Regions from separate parts of the Gossypium hirsutum genome. Here region 2 is linked to region 1. A link is a contact called in public Hi-C data. All regions are on one chromosome and are shown on one strand. The core of a region is the stretch at or near the end of the contact, and the rest is flanking DNA. Distances in the headings are between cores, read along the strand shown. Region 1 has its middle 17 kb from the start of LOC107960581. Region 2 holds the start of LOC107960583 (putative disease resistance protein At3g14460).

Region 1 (6,846 bases), core at 2,578-5,077:
TCACAGTCTATTGAAATCATAATATAGGAAAACACCAAATGCTACCTACGTTTGAATTGAATAAAAACAAGAGAAAGGAAAGAAAAGTAAGGGAGTTAAATATCCGTCACTTTCCTTTTCTTTTTTTTTGGTGATAAAAACTACATTAATTTAATCCAATCTAGAAGAATGTCCTCGATTAAATGAAATCTCTCATTTTTGTCAAAAGCCAACTTAGCAATACGATTTGCTTCAGCATTTTCTTCATGAGGAATATGTTCAAACTTCCAATGACCAATATTTATCAAAAGTTGTTAAATGCGCCTGATAAGCGCGAAAGAAAAATTTTCTGAAAAGGAGTCATCAATAGTCTTAAGCGCTTCTTGGCTATCTAATATGATCACCACTCCATCATAGTTTTAACTCTGTATAATCATCATTCCGTCAAAAACACCCCATAATTTAGCGTTGAAGACTGAATAGTGCCCCCAAGCTCCTGTTAAACCCAAGTCAACCCCCATGTTGATCTCTTAGTACACCTCCAGAAGCGGCCATTTCAGAATTCAACTTCACAACACCATCAGAATTAAGATAAATCCAATAACCTTCTTCATTAGCAAACATTTTAGTATTTTGTCTCAAGGGATGAGAAGCCTTGAGGGAAGAGTTCCATTGTAAGGTCCATTGTACGATTCTTTAATAATATCATCAACACTCCATTGATCTGCTTGAAAAATGAATAGATTCTTGTTCTTCCAAATACGCCACAGAACTATGCCAAAGAAACACCGCCATTCCACTCCCTTTAAAGAGAAGTTGTAACAATTTCCCAAATTGGATTCCCTCTAATCTTGAAGCTTACCTGGGAAGAAGCTGTCTTGTTTTTCCACTGGTATGAGCTTAGACCATATTTCTTTTGCAGTGAAACAATCCCTACCTCAATTTCGAGAAAAGCTGGGGAAAGAAAAGTGATTTTTCCTTTAAGATGCAAAATATCATTTTTATCCTATTAACTCTAAATAAATTATTTTATATGAAGGATATAATTAAGAAAAATTATTATAAATGATCATTTCCTTAACTTTCCATAAAAAATCATTCACTTTCCTTTGCTTTATGAATTTTAACTATCCAAAACATATATCATTTTATTTCTTTAACTATCCCTTCTTTTCCTTTCCTTGCCTTTCTTTTCCTTTCCTTGCCTTTCCTTTATAATTATTTACCCTAATATATGGTTACTTGGGGAAATTTTGAAAAACACAAGTAAAAAAAGAAAGTAAATTAAAAAAAAAACACATCCAACTATGCTTTTAATTCTATTTTGGTCACTAAATTTTATTTTTTTTTCTATTTAGCCACTCAACTTTTCAAAATCAAAAATTTTAACCACTCTCTCATTTGTTGCCATTAGGCATTTTTTATTAGCCTAATAACAAATTTAGCCCTCAAATATTTTATACATTCTATCAATTTGATCCTTAATTTAAAAGTTCTACAAATTAAGACCTTAATGTTTACAAAAATTATCATTTTTAGCTCTAAATCTAAAAAGTTCAACAAATTTAGCCCTCAACATTTTTAAAATTTGTCAATTTAATTCTAAATCAAAAGTTTTAAAAAAATAAAAATATTTAAAATAATTCATATGAGAGAGAAACTCATAAAATCCTCTTCATGTTGAAAACTTCAAGGACCCAAATTGAATTCTGGGTTTTCGATACCACCAGTAAGTCGTTGCAAAAGACAAATCCAGTTATTCTCCATGTAGAAGTTAGTCATCATCATCAACAAAGACTTATAATAATAAGAAAGAATAAAGGGTAGCGCTGATTTTAAATGTGTTAGAATTGTGAGATGAAGAGATGGATGAATATATGAGAGGGAATACTATTGTTTATGTATCGATTCAACTTTTTTTTTACAGTTTTCACTTCAGGAAATAAATCATATATGATTTTTTACTCTGTTTTTTTTTTGAAATTTTTAGAATTAGAACTAAATTAATAAATTTTATAAACAATGAGATTAAATTTATTTAGTTTTTAAGATTTAGGGTTAAATTGATAAAATGTGTAAATATTAAAGTACTAAATAAAAATTACCCACATCAGCTTTTTATTTAACCACAAATAACTGGAAGATGGCTAAAATATTTGATTTCGGAAAATGGAGTAATTAAATTGAAAAAATTAATAATTGAGTAATCAAAATAGAACTAAAGACATAGTTGAGTGATTATTTTTGTAATTTACCTAAAAATTAAGAGATGTAAATTTTTTTTCAAATTTTTAATGATTTATCTCATGAAAAAGTTATAATTATAAAAAATTTTATAATAAATCTTTTCAAAAAGGTTATTATTTTTTATTATTAATTTTAACAATCCAAATAAAATATTTTCTAATCTTTCCCTTGCTTTAACCTTTCAATCTTTTAGTTTACCCTATATTTGATAAATATTATTAAGAGAAAAGAACCTTATAAAAAAAGAAAGGATATATTTATTTTTTTATTTGGATAATTAAAATTAATAAAGGGAAGGAATTTTAATATTTTTTATTTGAATAAATTATGGAAAGAAAAAATATTTATTTTGTGTAAAAATTTTAATTTATCCTTTTCATAAATAATAGATAATAATAAAATTAAATTAAAAATTATTAAAATACTAATATCATTAAAGTGTTAACATTTTTCTTATTTAAAACAAGTTGATTTCATCAAATTAAAATAATCAAAGCATTTTATTTCAATATATAAAAAACATATTTTATGGATGAAATTAATCTGGACTGCACAATCCATGTGATCATATATATATATATTTTTATGGTTTGGGCCTTGAGGGATTGGTGTTGCTGATAGTTGATTCAATTGTCTTGGATAAAGGGCCCTGATCCATAAAATTTAAAAGGATAAATATCAAAATTAGGTATAAACTTTGATTTAATGTGTGATTTGATACATGAATTTTAATTTGGTGTATTTATACATATAAAACTTTTATTATAGTTCAAATATATATATAAAACTTTAATTTTGATTCAATCAAGTACATTTAAAGAAATAAATATATCAATTTATTATTATAATGATTTCTGGGTGCATTATACAAATATAAAATGATGCAATATCAACAATAGTGTTAATAATTTGTAAAGATTGGATCAAATAACAATGTAATGCCCCAAAACTATAATTTCTGATTTGTTAAATTTTATAATAAACTAGTATTTGTTTTAATGGTTAAGTGCATTGATTGCGTGTTTGAGGTCTTAGGTTTAAGTTACACTTTTTGGGAAAATTCAATTATTTTTGTTCTTAGACCTATTTCTGTTCGTTGGGTTTAAATATTATTTTCGGTCAATTTGTGTTAGGATGAGCCCGTTGGTTCAATGATAAGGTGTTAGCTTAATCTTTAATCCTGTGTTTAAGTCTCTATGTGAGAAAAATTGACATTATTTTTATTAGTCCTTGAAGGTCGAATTGAATTAAAATTCTTGAAAAAGATGATAAGTTATCAAGGGATTAATTGGTTTAAGGTTTTGTTTTACTTTAAATTAATAATAGTATAATTATATTAAAGATATTTTTTTATTTCAAAAATCTGCTCCTATTTCTCACGTTTTTCCCCACGTATCCCCATTTTGTTTTTCTTCAGGTTCTGTTTCTATTTTTTCTTTCCCTTTTGTTTGTTCTTTCGTTTCTTGCTATCTTCTTCAATTTTTCTTGATTCTTGTTTCATTGCTCCCAACTGCGTTCTAGCGTTTTGGTGTGGGTCATCTTCTACTCTCTTTTACGATTTTATTTTTCCGGGTATTCGTGAGTAAGTGTTTTTCTGTAGATTTTTGTAAGGGCTTTTGATTAATGGCTTAATTATTCTTTTGGAGCATGAGCTAACCTCGTGAATCTTTCGTTCTTAGTCGTTAATTAAGAAGGCCAGAATTTTCCTTCTACAATTTACTGGTGCTAGGACTGCCGTGTCTGTTCGGGTAAGTGGCTGAGCATTAGAAGGCTTAACTTCGGTTTGTTAAGGTGTACTACCACCGGTTGTGATTGGAAGAATTATTGGATATTGGTGATTCAATGCTAAAATAGATCATTTGTATGATTTTTTTATGTACTGAAAATTTCGTAGTTGATTCCTTATCAAAATTGGATCAGGTGTGTAACAAAAACTTGAAAAAACAGTGAATCACAAAAGTCAAAATTTTGAATTGTCGACTCCACGTAGCTGTGTGTTGGATCGTGTGTCTTACATAGTCTGAGCCAATTGGGCCATGTGAGCCCAAAATTTAAAATTTTTTCTTAAGATTGTAAACGTCGTTCGGATCGAATGTAAGCCTTCTGTAGGGTTCATATGTTATAAATTAAGCTATAAAACATGATTTCTGTTAATATGTTAGCATAAAACTTAATATAAATAGGTGTAAAGGAAGTGTAATTAATATGTTGTGTGATACAATATGTATGATTTGTTAAACAATTTGTCTGATCTATTATTCATCAAGCATGATTTGCATCTGTTATATGAACATGTATGATATATAAATTTTGACATATGTTATTTTTGTATGTGCATTGGGGTTAGGGGTGAGCAAAATCCAATTCGATTAAAAAATCTGATAAAAAAGTTCAAATTTTGAATTAAATAGTTCGAGTTATTTGAGTTAATTGAGTTATTCGGATCAACTCAAATAAAAAAAATCAAGTTTTTCGGTTTAACTCGAATATGAATTACACAATTCGTATTATCCAAAAATCCGGATAAAAAAAAGGCAAAATCACATCGTTTTGATAAATGTTTACCTATTAAATTAAAAGGAAAAATTATTATATTGTTTATGTAGTTAAATAATTTTGTATTTAATCTACTAGTTAAATAATTGGTCCATGTAAATGCAACATTGAGTATAAATAATAGGATTCGTTAACTCAACTTGACTTGACTCAAAATTTTTTGACTCGATTTGATTCAATTTGAAAAAATTCAAATTAAATTCGGTTGCTAAAATAGGATTCTTCAACTCAACTAACTTGAAATTTTTTGACTTGATTCGATTCGACTCGATCGAATACTGACCTCTAATTGGAGTGTGATATGTGTTATGGAGGAAGTGTGGGCAGTATAATTACTTGCCAATTTTGGTGGCTTAACCATGTGTATATCTGTATTTGGCGATAATTCGTCTATTGATCTGGCAACTAAGCTTCAAATATTTTGAAAAGTGACATGCTGACACTAAGTGGTGTGTAGGGCTGGATGTGTATTTAATACCTTATATGGTGTGTAGGGATGGTTGGAGATGGTGTGTAGAAGATGGGGGTAGGAATATAAATCTTCATCTGATATGTTCTGACATTGTTTTTGTATTTGAGATATGTCTGAAATTATTTCTGTTGATTTTATGATATTTTACACACTAAATTTCGAAACTCATTCTCTGTTTGTCTCTTACTTTCAGGTAATCGCCAGACTTAAAACGGGTCAGTGTGACGGGAGCTCAGTTTTACGATTTAATTTAGTATTAATTAAAAAAGTTGATTTATTCCGTTTTGATAATTTTTGGACTATTTTAGAGGTTGAATTTTATTTTTATCTTTTGTTTTAAATTACTTCGACATAATTTCTGTGATACTCTCTAGTTTTGCAAAATTATGATTTTTTTTTCCAAAAACAAATCACATTTTTCAAAAATAAATTAAATTAAGAATTTCGAGGTTTTATCAAATTGGTTAAGAAAGAAATTTTTGCTAATAATCTAAATTTTTACTTAGTAAGAGTTAGTGTCCACCTTATAAATCAAATAGTTTTGGGGCTTCCAAATGTTTTACAGTAAAATCTTTGGATCTGGTCATAACATCTAGATCAAGTTTTGGATGTTATAAAAAAATTCATATATAAAATTACATAAAATCAAAATTTATGTATATAATTAAATGTTAAACTAAAATTTATTTATAATTTTAATATTTATCGAATGAAAGTTTTAGTTATTGAAACAAATTAATTGAGCTCTATTATTGTTGGGTAGAATTCAAAATTTGAGGCTAAGGAATAAAATCAATCCGAGTGTTGTAATGATTGGTTTGTTGGTTATAAGTTTAATGATTTAATGCATTTTATTTTAATATATAATTTATTTATTTTATATTCACTTAAATTCAAACTTAATTGAAAATAATTAAATTTAAAATTCAACATGAGATGAGTTATATTTTTGAAAGTAAATAAACGAACTTAAAAAGTTCATATTTATCTCTTAACGTGCTTAGGTAATTTGAGCTATTGAGCATTTAATGCTTAATCTTCGTAAACAATTTTTATTATTTAATGGGTAAATTATACAATTAATCACCTAGTTATTAACATATTTCTGTTTTGGTTATTCAATTATAAAAAAATTCAATTTCATCACTAACGTAATCATTCAATTCTGTTTTGGTCACCCTGTTAAATTATTAATGAAAATGTTGCGGTCTTCTATAATTTTCAATAGTTACATATTTGATTAAATTGATCTTGATTCTAAATTATTCAATAAATTTAATTTTTCATATTTATAAATTCTATTAAATTAACTCTACATGTTTACCATTAGAGGGTTGTACAAGGATTTCAACATCAATGGTGTTCTAAATGTGGAAGCCAAACGAACCTTAGTTCATTATCTTTTGGAAGGATAATACGAGAAGGGAGATGGAGAGATGGAGGTGGGCATGGTTAATAGAATGGTTTATTAAGGTGGAAACATGGTCAAGTTTATTTTTTATGTCAGGAAGACGAACTTGGCTCGTGGTATTACAAGCTTGGAACCAATCTATTTTCAAGAGAACTGCACGAGTATGAGAGGAAGTAGTCTG
Region 2 (6,846 bases), core at 2,618-5,117, 68 kb after region 1:
CAAAACCATTCTTGAAGAGATGAAATGTAGCTGTGATGGAAACCAGAACTTAAATCAGCTTCAACTTAAACTCAAAGAGCAGCTGTCGGGAAAGAAATATCTAATCATTTTGGATGATGTTTGGAACAAGAATTATTTTCATTGGAAAGAGCTTGCAAGTCCCTTCACTTCTGGGGCCAAGAATAGCAAGATTATTGTAACAACACGTGATGAAAACGTTGCAGCAATCATGAGGAACGTGATAAGAACTCAAAGAGAATACAATAGAGAAACGTAGAAGAGGGAAGAATTAAGAAGAGAAAATGAGAGAGAGAGAGTGAGAGATATCAAAGAAACTGCTCAATATTTTTCATAACCGTTTCCCACACACAATTTATGCTTTAAAAGAAGATAGCAGCTAAAGAGGACGTGGCACCAGCAGTTGTGCAAAATGCCCCGTTTCAATAAAACTATACGCACCGTTTCACTAAACAATCCAAACAGAAATTAACGTCGTTTTCCTAATCATTATTTTACCCCATAACAAATACCGCCACCAAGAGGAAATCCTTGTCCTCAAGGATGGAATTGAGGAAACTTTGTCTGTAGCATGGACAGAGACTCCCATGTAGCGTCTTCTGGAAAAGAGTCGACCCATTCCACTAAGACCTCTGTCACTGCTTGATTACCCTTTTTTACAATCCTTCTGTCCACAATCCGCACAGGTTCCTTTTGCATGGCGCCATGATGATCATGTAAAGGTAGCTGAGTTTGAGCTGGCTTAGAACCGATATGTTTCTTCAATTGCGACACATGGAAGGTAGGGTGTATGCGAGAACCCGGAGGTAACTGTAGAGTGTAAGCTACAGCTCCTACTTTCTTGAGCACCGAAAAAGGTCCAAAATACTTGGGGGATAATTTCTGATTAAGCACCTTGCGCACTGTTTGCTGTCTGTAAGGTTGTAGGCGTAAGTACACGAGATCACCAACACTGAAACTCCTTTCTGAGCGAAGTCTGTCAGCAAAATGCTTCATACGAGCACAAGCCCTCTTCAAATGGAAATGCAACAACTTCCTGGCAGCCTCATTTGCCTGCAGACTGCGGTCTACTACAGCTACGAATGAGACCCCAGCTAAGTAAGGCATATGGGTGGGGGGTGGTTGGCCGTAAAGTGCTTCATATGGAGTAAGTTGGATAGAAGAATGAAAAGAAGAATTGTACCACCATTCAGCAAGAGGAAGCCACTGAGACCACTGCGAGGGTGTTTCACCAGTCATACATCATAAGTAATTTTCGAGGCACCTATTCAAGACCTCCGTCTGACCATCTGTTTGAGGGTGGTAGGCCGTGGACAATAAGAGTTTGGTTCCCACCTGTCGAAATAACTCCTGCCAGAAGGTGCTAACAAAAATTTTGTCCCTATCGGAGATGATGGCGTCGGGCATACCATGAAGCTTATAGACATTGTTGAGGAATTCTTGAGCCACTTCCTTTGCTGTATAGGGATGTGATAGAGCCACAAAATGTCCATATTTAGTCAGATGATCTACCACCACTAATATAGAATTTTTCCTGTTCGAATTCGGTAAGCCCTCAATAAAGTCTAAACTAATGACAGACCATGCTCGGTCGGGAACTGGTAACGGCTGTAAAAGTCCCGGATAAGCTACTGTTTCACCCTTGCAGCGCTGACAAACTAGGCATTCTCGAATCCATTGTTTAACATTAGTGGTAAGACCTTTCCAATATAACAACCCAGTTAAATGCTTCCTAGTGGCATGTATTCCTGAGTGTCCGCCTACAGCACTCGCATGGAAGTGCTTAAACAATTCATGTCGAAGCTGACAGTCCTTTCCAACAATAATTTTCCCTCGCCTGCGCAAAAAGCGGCCATCCCATGAAAATTTTTGGTGGAGTGCCTGAATGTTGAACCTCTTGCATTATTCTTTTAAGCTTATCATCAGCCTCATATGAACGTTGCACTTGAACTAACAAGTCCGAGATAACAGAACTCGTTGACAACTGAAAGAGTTGGCCCTGGTCTCGTTGAGGTTGTCTAGATAGTGCATCAGCGGCTCCATTATTAATTCCCATCCTGTATGAAACCTCAAAGTCGTAGCCCAGCATCTTAGCCACCCAACGTTGCTGAAAATGAGTGACAGCCACTTGATTCGACAGAAATCGTAGACTCTGATGATCCGTACGTATCTTGAAATGCCGTCCTACCAAGTAAGCATGCCATTTTCTCACGGCTAACAAAACAGCCAACATTTCTTTCTCATAAATTGATAAAGCCTGGTGCCGAATTCCTAAGGCTTTACTGAAATATACCACTGGTCTCCCTTGCTGTTGCAACACAGCTCCAACCCCCGTCGCACAAGCATCAGAATCAACAGTAAATTCGAGCTGGAAATTTGGAAGCACTAAAACCCTTGATAAGAACTCAAAGATAATACAATAGAGAAACGTAGAAGATGGAAGAATTAAGAAGAGAAGATGAGAGAGAGAGAGAGATCAAAGAAACTGCTCAATATTTTTCATGACCGTTTCCCACACAATCTATGCTTTAAAAGAATATAGTAGCTAAAGAGGACGTGGCACCAGCAGTTGTGCAAAACGCCCCGTTTCAATAAAACTATACGCACCGTTTCACTAAACAATCCAAACAGAAATTAACGTCGTTTTCCTAATCATTATTTTACCCCATAACAGAACGTTCCAACTTATCGTTTAGATGTGTTATCAGATGATGATTGTTGGAAGTTATTTGCAAAGCATGCATTTGATGGTTCAAGCCCCACCAAGCATCCAGATCTGATGGCAATCGGGGAAGCAATTGTTAAAGATGTGGCGGTCTCCCTTTGGCTGCAAAAGCTCTTGGAGGCCTTCTGCGTTGCAAACCAGATGCTAATGAGTGGAAGAAAATTTTACATAGCAATTTTTGGGACATTCCAAATGATGCAACTAATATTCTTCCAGTGTTAACATTGAGTTACCATTATCTTCCTTCGCATTTGAAGCGATGTTTTGCTTATTGTTCAATTTTCCCTAAAGATTACGAATTTGAAAAGGAAGAACTTATTCAATTATGGATGGCTGAAGGTCTTTTAGAGCTTCCCAAAGACAATGGAGATCTGGAAGAACGGGGTACCAAGTACTTCAAAGATTAAAGATTGAGGTCATTCTTTCAACAATCTAAAGGAAAGAAATCTTGTTTTGTCATGCATGATCTAATTAGTGACTTGGCTAAATCTGTAACCGGAGAGTTCATTTGCAGATTGGAAGGTAGTGGCGGTGGTTCTTGTGTAATAACCGAAAGGACCCGTCATTTGTCTAATGTCCAAGAAGAATATGATGTGCGACAAAAATTTCAGAGTTTAGCTAAAGCAAAGGGTCTGCGTACTTTCTTAAATACAAAGCCAGTCTGGTACTGCTCATTTGTCAGTGATGTGCTAATGCATGATTTGATGGTGAAATCAAGCTTACGAGTGCTTTCATTGGCTGAGTATAGAAATATCAAGAATTTTCCAGAAGATATTGGTAATCTAAAGCATCTACGAAATTTGAATCTCTCAAGAACTAAAATTAAAAAGTTGCCAAACTCTTTGTGTACATTGTATAATTTGCAAGCATTAAAATTGCGTGGATGCAGAGACCTTGATGAGCTGCCGAGAGACATGGAGAGATTGATCAACATGCTATATCTTGATATCAAGGGAACAAAGTTAGCAAGGATGCCAGAAGAAATGGGTAGGTTGAAAGATCTTCAAATAGTAACAGATTTTGTTTTAGGCTGTCAAACTTGATCAAGAATTAATGAGTTGGGAAAACTCAAGCATTTACGTGGAAGACTTTCCATTTCAGGACTAAAAAATGTTGCAAGTGCCATGAATGCCAAAGATGCCAATTTGAAGGATAAGGTGGACCTTAAAAAGTTGAAGTTGAGATGGGGTAAAGATGATGATATTGATGGTGATTCAAGGCATGATAGAGAAGTACTTGAACAACTAGAGCCTCATACAAATTTGGAGCATCTTGTTATTCAAAGTTATAAAGGTACGAGATTTCCGGAATGGGTGGGGCATTCTTCCTTCTCAAATATAGTATCTTTGGGGTTACATGATTGTGAATTTTGCATATCCTTACCGCCGTTTGGCCAATTATCATCTTTGAATTCTCTCTCCATTTCCGGTTTGAGTGGAGTGTTAATAGTTGGTGATGAGTTCTACGGGAATGGACAAGCTTCAACTAAACCATTTCAATCTCTTGAAATGCTAAGCTTTAAGAATATGGCCGAGTGGGAGGAATGGTATTGTTGGAGTGATGATGCTTTCCCTCTTCTACAAGAGCTATCCATTAGAGATTGTCCAAAACTAACTAAGTCTCTTCCCAAACACCTCCCTTGTTTGAAGAAACTGGAGATTGAAGATTGTGAGAAGCTTGGAGGCTTTCTTCCAACGGCACCAAGCATTTTGGAACTTGAGTTACAGAAATGCAAAGCATTGCAGTTGGAGCCATTGGCTTGTGGGCTTCGGGAGTTGGACATCGATTACTCGGATATGGATAATTCCGTATTGGAACAAATGTTGCAACGATGCACACTTCTTGAAAAGTTATGTTTGTCGGGTTGTTCAGAAATTAGATCCCTTCCTGAAGTTAGGGTGCCCATCACACTGAAGTGATTTAGCATCTTTTCATGTGAAAACTTGGAATCTTTCCCATTAGGATCGTTGCCTATGGTAAAGCATGTTAATATTTGGGGATGTGAAGACTTGAAGTTATCAGTGCAGCTTCAGAGGGCTCTCACCACCAGCATCTCCATTATTTGGATATACGGTTTTGCCAAAATTTGATATCTTTTCAAATTGAAGATGGATTATCTGTCACCAGTTTGACCCGACTTTGGCTTTTTAGTTGCGGAAGTTTAAAGTCATTGCCAGAGCAAATGCAGTCCGTCTTTCCATCCCTGGAGGTTTTGGAAATAGATGATTGTCCAGAAATAGAGAGGGTTCCAAAAGAGGGTTTGCCCTCCAAATTAAAAGAAATTAGAATCTCATGGAGTGATAAACTAATTGAGAACTTGATTAGGAAAAGGGAATGGAGTTTGCATACACTCCCTTCTCTTACATCTTTAAATATTTGGGATTCAGAAGTAGAAATGGAGTGTTTTCCAGATGAACATCTGCTTCCCTCTTCTCTTACATCTCTCGATATCTCTAGTCTTCGAAATCTAAAGAGTTTAGGGTATAAGGGGTTTCAACACCTCACCTCTCTTTGCAATTTGTCAATCTACAATTGTCCCAAGCTCCAATCCATGCCGCCAAACATGCTCCCTCCCTCTCTTTCTCGTTTGTGCATTAAAAATTGTCCTTCGCTGAAGGAACATTGTGAAAAGGATAAAGGTAAAGATTGGGCCAACATTTCCCACATCCCTGTCATTGTAATTGATGAACAAGTCATCATATAGAAGGGGCAGTGACTGAGAAAATAAATGTTCTGGCGCAGGTATTTCCATTCATTTTTTACTTTCATGACAAATGTATTTTTATTTTTATTTTAAAAAGAATTAGATCTGCAAAATATGTTGAACTTAAGGAAACATGTTTTGATAGTCATCCAAATGAAGGCTTTTTGTTTGGACATTAATTGGATCATCTTAGAATCCAAAAGGTAATGAAGGTTATTATTATTATGCTTTTAAGGGAAGTTGGGATCATAAATGTGGGTGATTGGATAATTTCCAATCGCAGCTTTGCGTGAATGAGCTTCAACTTGGTTGTAAAATGTAAAGGGATTTTTAGTTGAATCATTTTGGCTTTCAACTACTGCCCATGTTTACTCCCACCTTATTTTATTTCTCTTAAATGTTTTTGAACACACTCTTAACATACAGCAGGCTCAAATTTCTTCTGACAATCTTGTGTTAGCTACCATGATCCGCAATCATGCCATCAACCTCAAATTCCCCATATTCAGAAATAGAGATGGGAGTGTTTTCCAGATGAACATCTGCTTCCCTCTTCACTTATATCTCTCAGGATCTCTGATCTTCCAAATCTAAAGAGTTTGAAGTATAAGGGGTTTCAACCAGGGATTTAAATAGCGGTCCGTTACCGAAATAGCGGCCGTTATATAGCGGTAGCGGCACCGTCCGAAACCGTTACTGCCGAAACCCGCTATACCTGCAGTACACAATAAGTAATGTAAAATTCACGACCGCGATACCTGCAATGACCGCAATAGCATCCGTTATGTCCGCAACCGCGATAAACGCACTGCGACCGAAAACGCGACTGCAATGACCGCAATAGCATCCGTTATGTCCGCAACCGCGATAAACGCAATGCGACCGAAAACGCGACCGCGACCGCAATTTAAATCCCTGGTTTCAACACCTCACCTCCTTTTGCAATTTGTATATCTCACTGCCCCAACCTCCACTCCATGCCGCCAAACATGTTCCCTCCCTCTCTTTCTCGTTTGTACATTAAGAGATGTCCATTGCTGAAGGAACGTCGTGAAAAGGAGAAAGGTAAAGACTGGCCCAATATTTCCCACCTCCCTTTATTTGAATTGACGGTCAACTCATTATATAGAAGGGGCAGTGACTGAGAAAACAAATGTCCTGACGCAGGTATTCCATTCATTTTCATTGACCCTCATCCTTTCTTTTTCTTCACTAATTTATTTCTTGATTCCTTTACTTTCATTACAAAAGTACTTTTTTCTACAGACAGAAACTTAAGAAATGAATAAGTAGATGGAACTTGGGATCATAAATGTGGGTGATTTGTGGGTTAATTTCCATTTCCATCTTTCTGTAAATTGGAGTTCATGGATTCTGATTTGACTGCATTTTGAGGGAC

Evidence for each region. A called contact is a pair of places that touch in the nucleus more often than the background predicts.
Region 2: a contact with region 1 is called in a Hi-C map of fibers, with 2.6 times the contacts expected there. The contact joins the promoter of LOC107960583 here to the enhancer-like site in region 1. A contact is called at or near these places in 7 of 34 Hi-C or Micro-C datasets (anther, fibers, hypocotyl and 3 more).

The regions. Positions count from the first base shown.
Region 1 is chrA05:38,464,769-38,471,614 of Gossypium_hirsutum_v2.1, forward strand. No RefSeq gene overlaps it. Among protein-coding and RNA genes, the nearest start is that of LOC107960581, 17 kb to the right of the region's middle. Within about 2 kb of position 3,828, at least 3 of the 9 cell types and tissues checked have an H3K27ac peak or open chromatin away from gene starts, as enhancers often do. A contact at or near this core is called in fibers, where this site is marked.
Region 2 is chrA05:38,532,423-38,539,268 of Gossypium_hirsutum_v2.1, forward strand. LOC107960583 (putative disease resistance protein At3g14460) reads left to right here and starts at 3,868. Exons shown (of 2, transcript XM_041111950.1): 1 at 3,868-4,658; 2 at 4,751-5,447. The coding sequence starts at 3,868. The coding sequence ends at 5,447. LOC121203394 (a long non-coding RNA gene) reads left to right here and starts at 5,655. Exons shown (of 5, transcript XR_005926638.1): 1 at 5,655-6,614; 2 at 6,714-6,846. It also overlaps the pseudogene LOC121203384.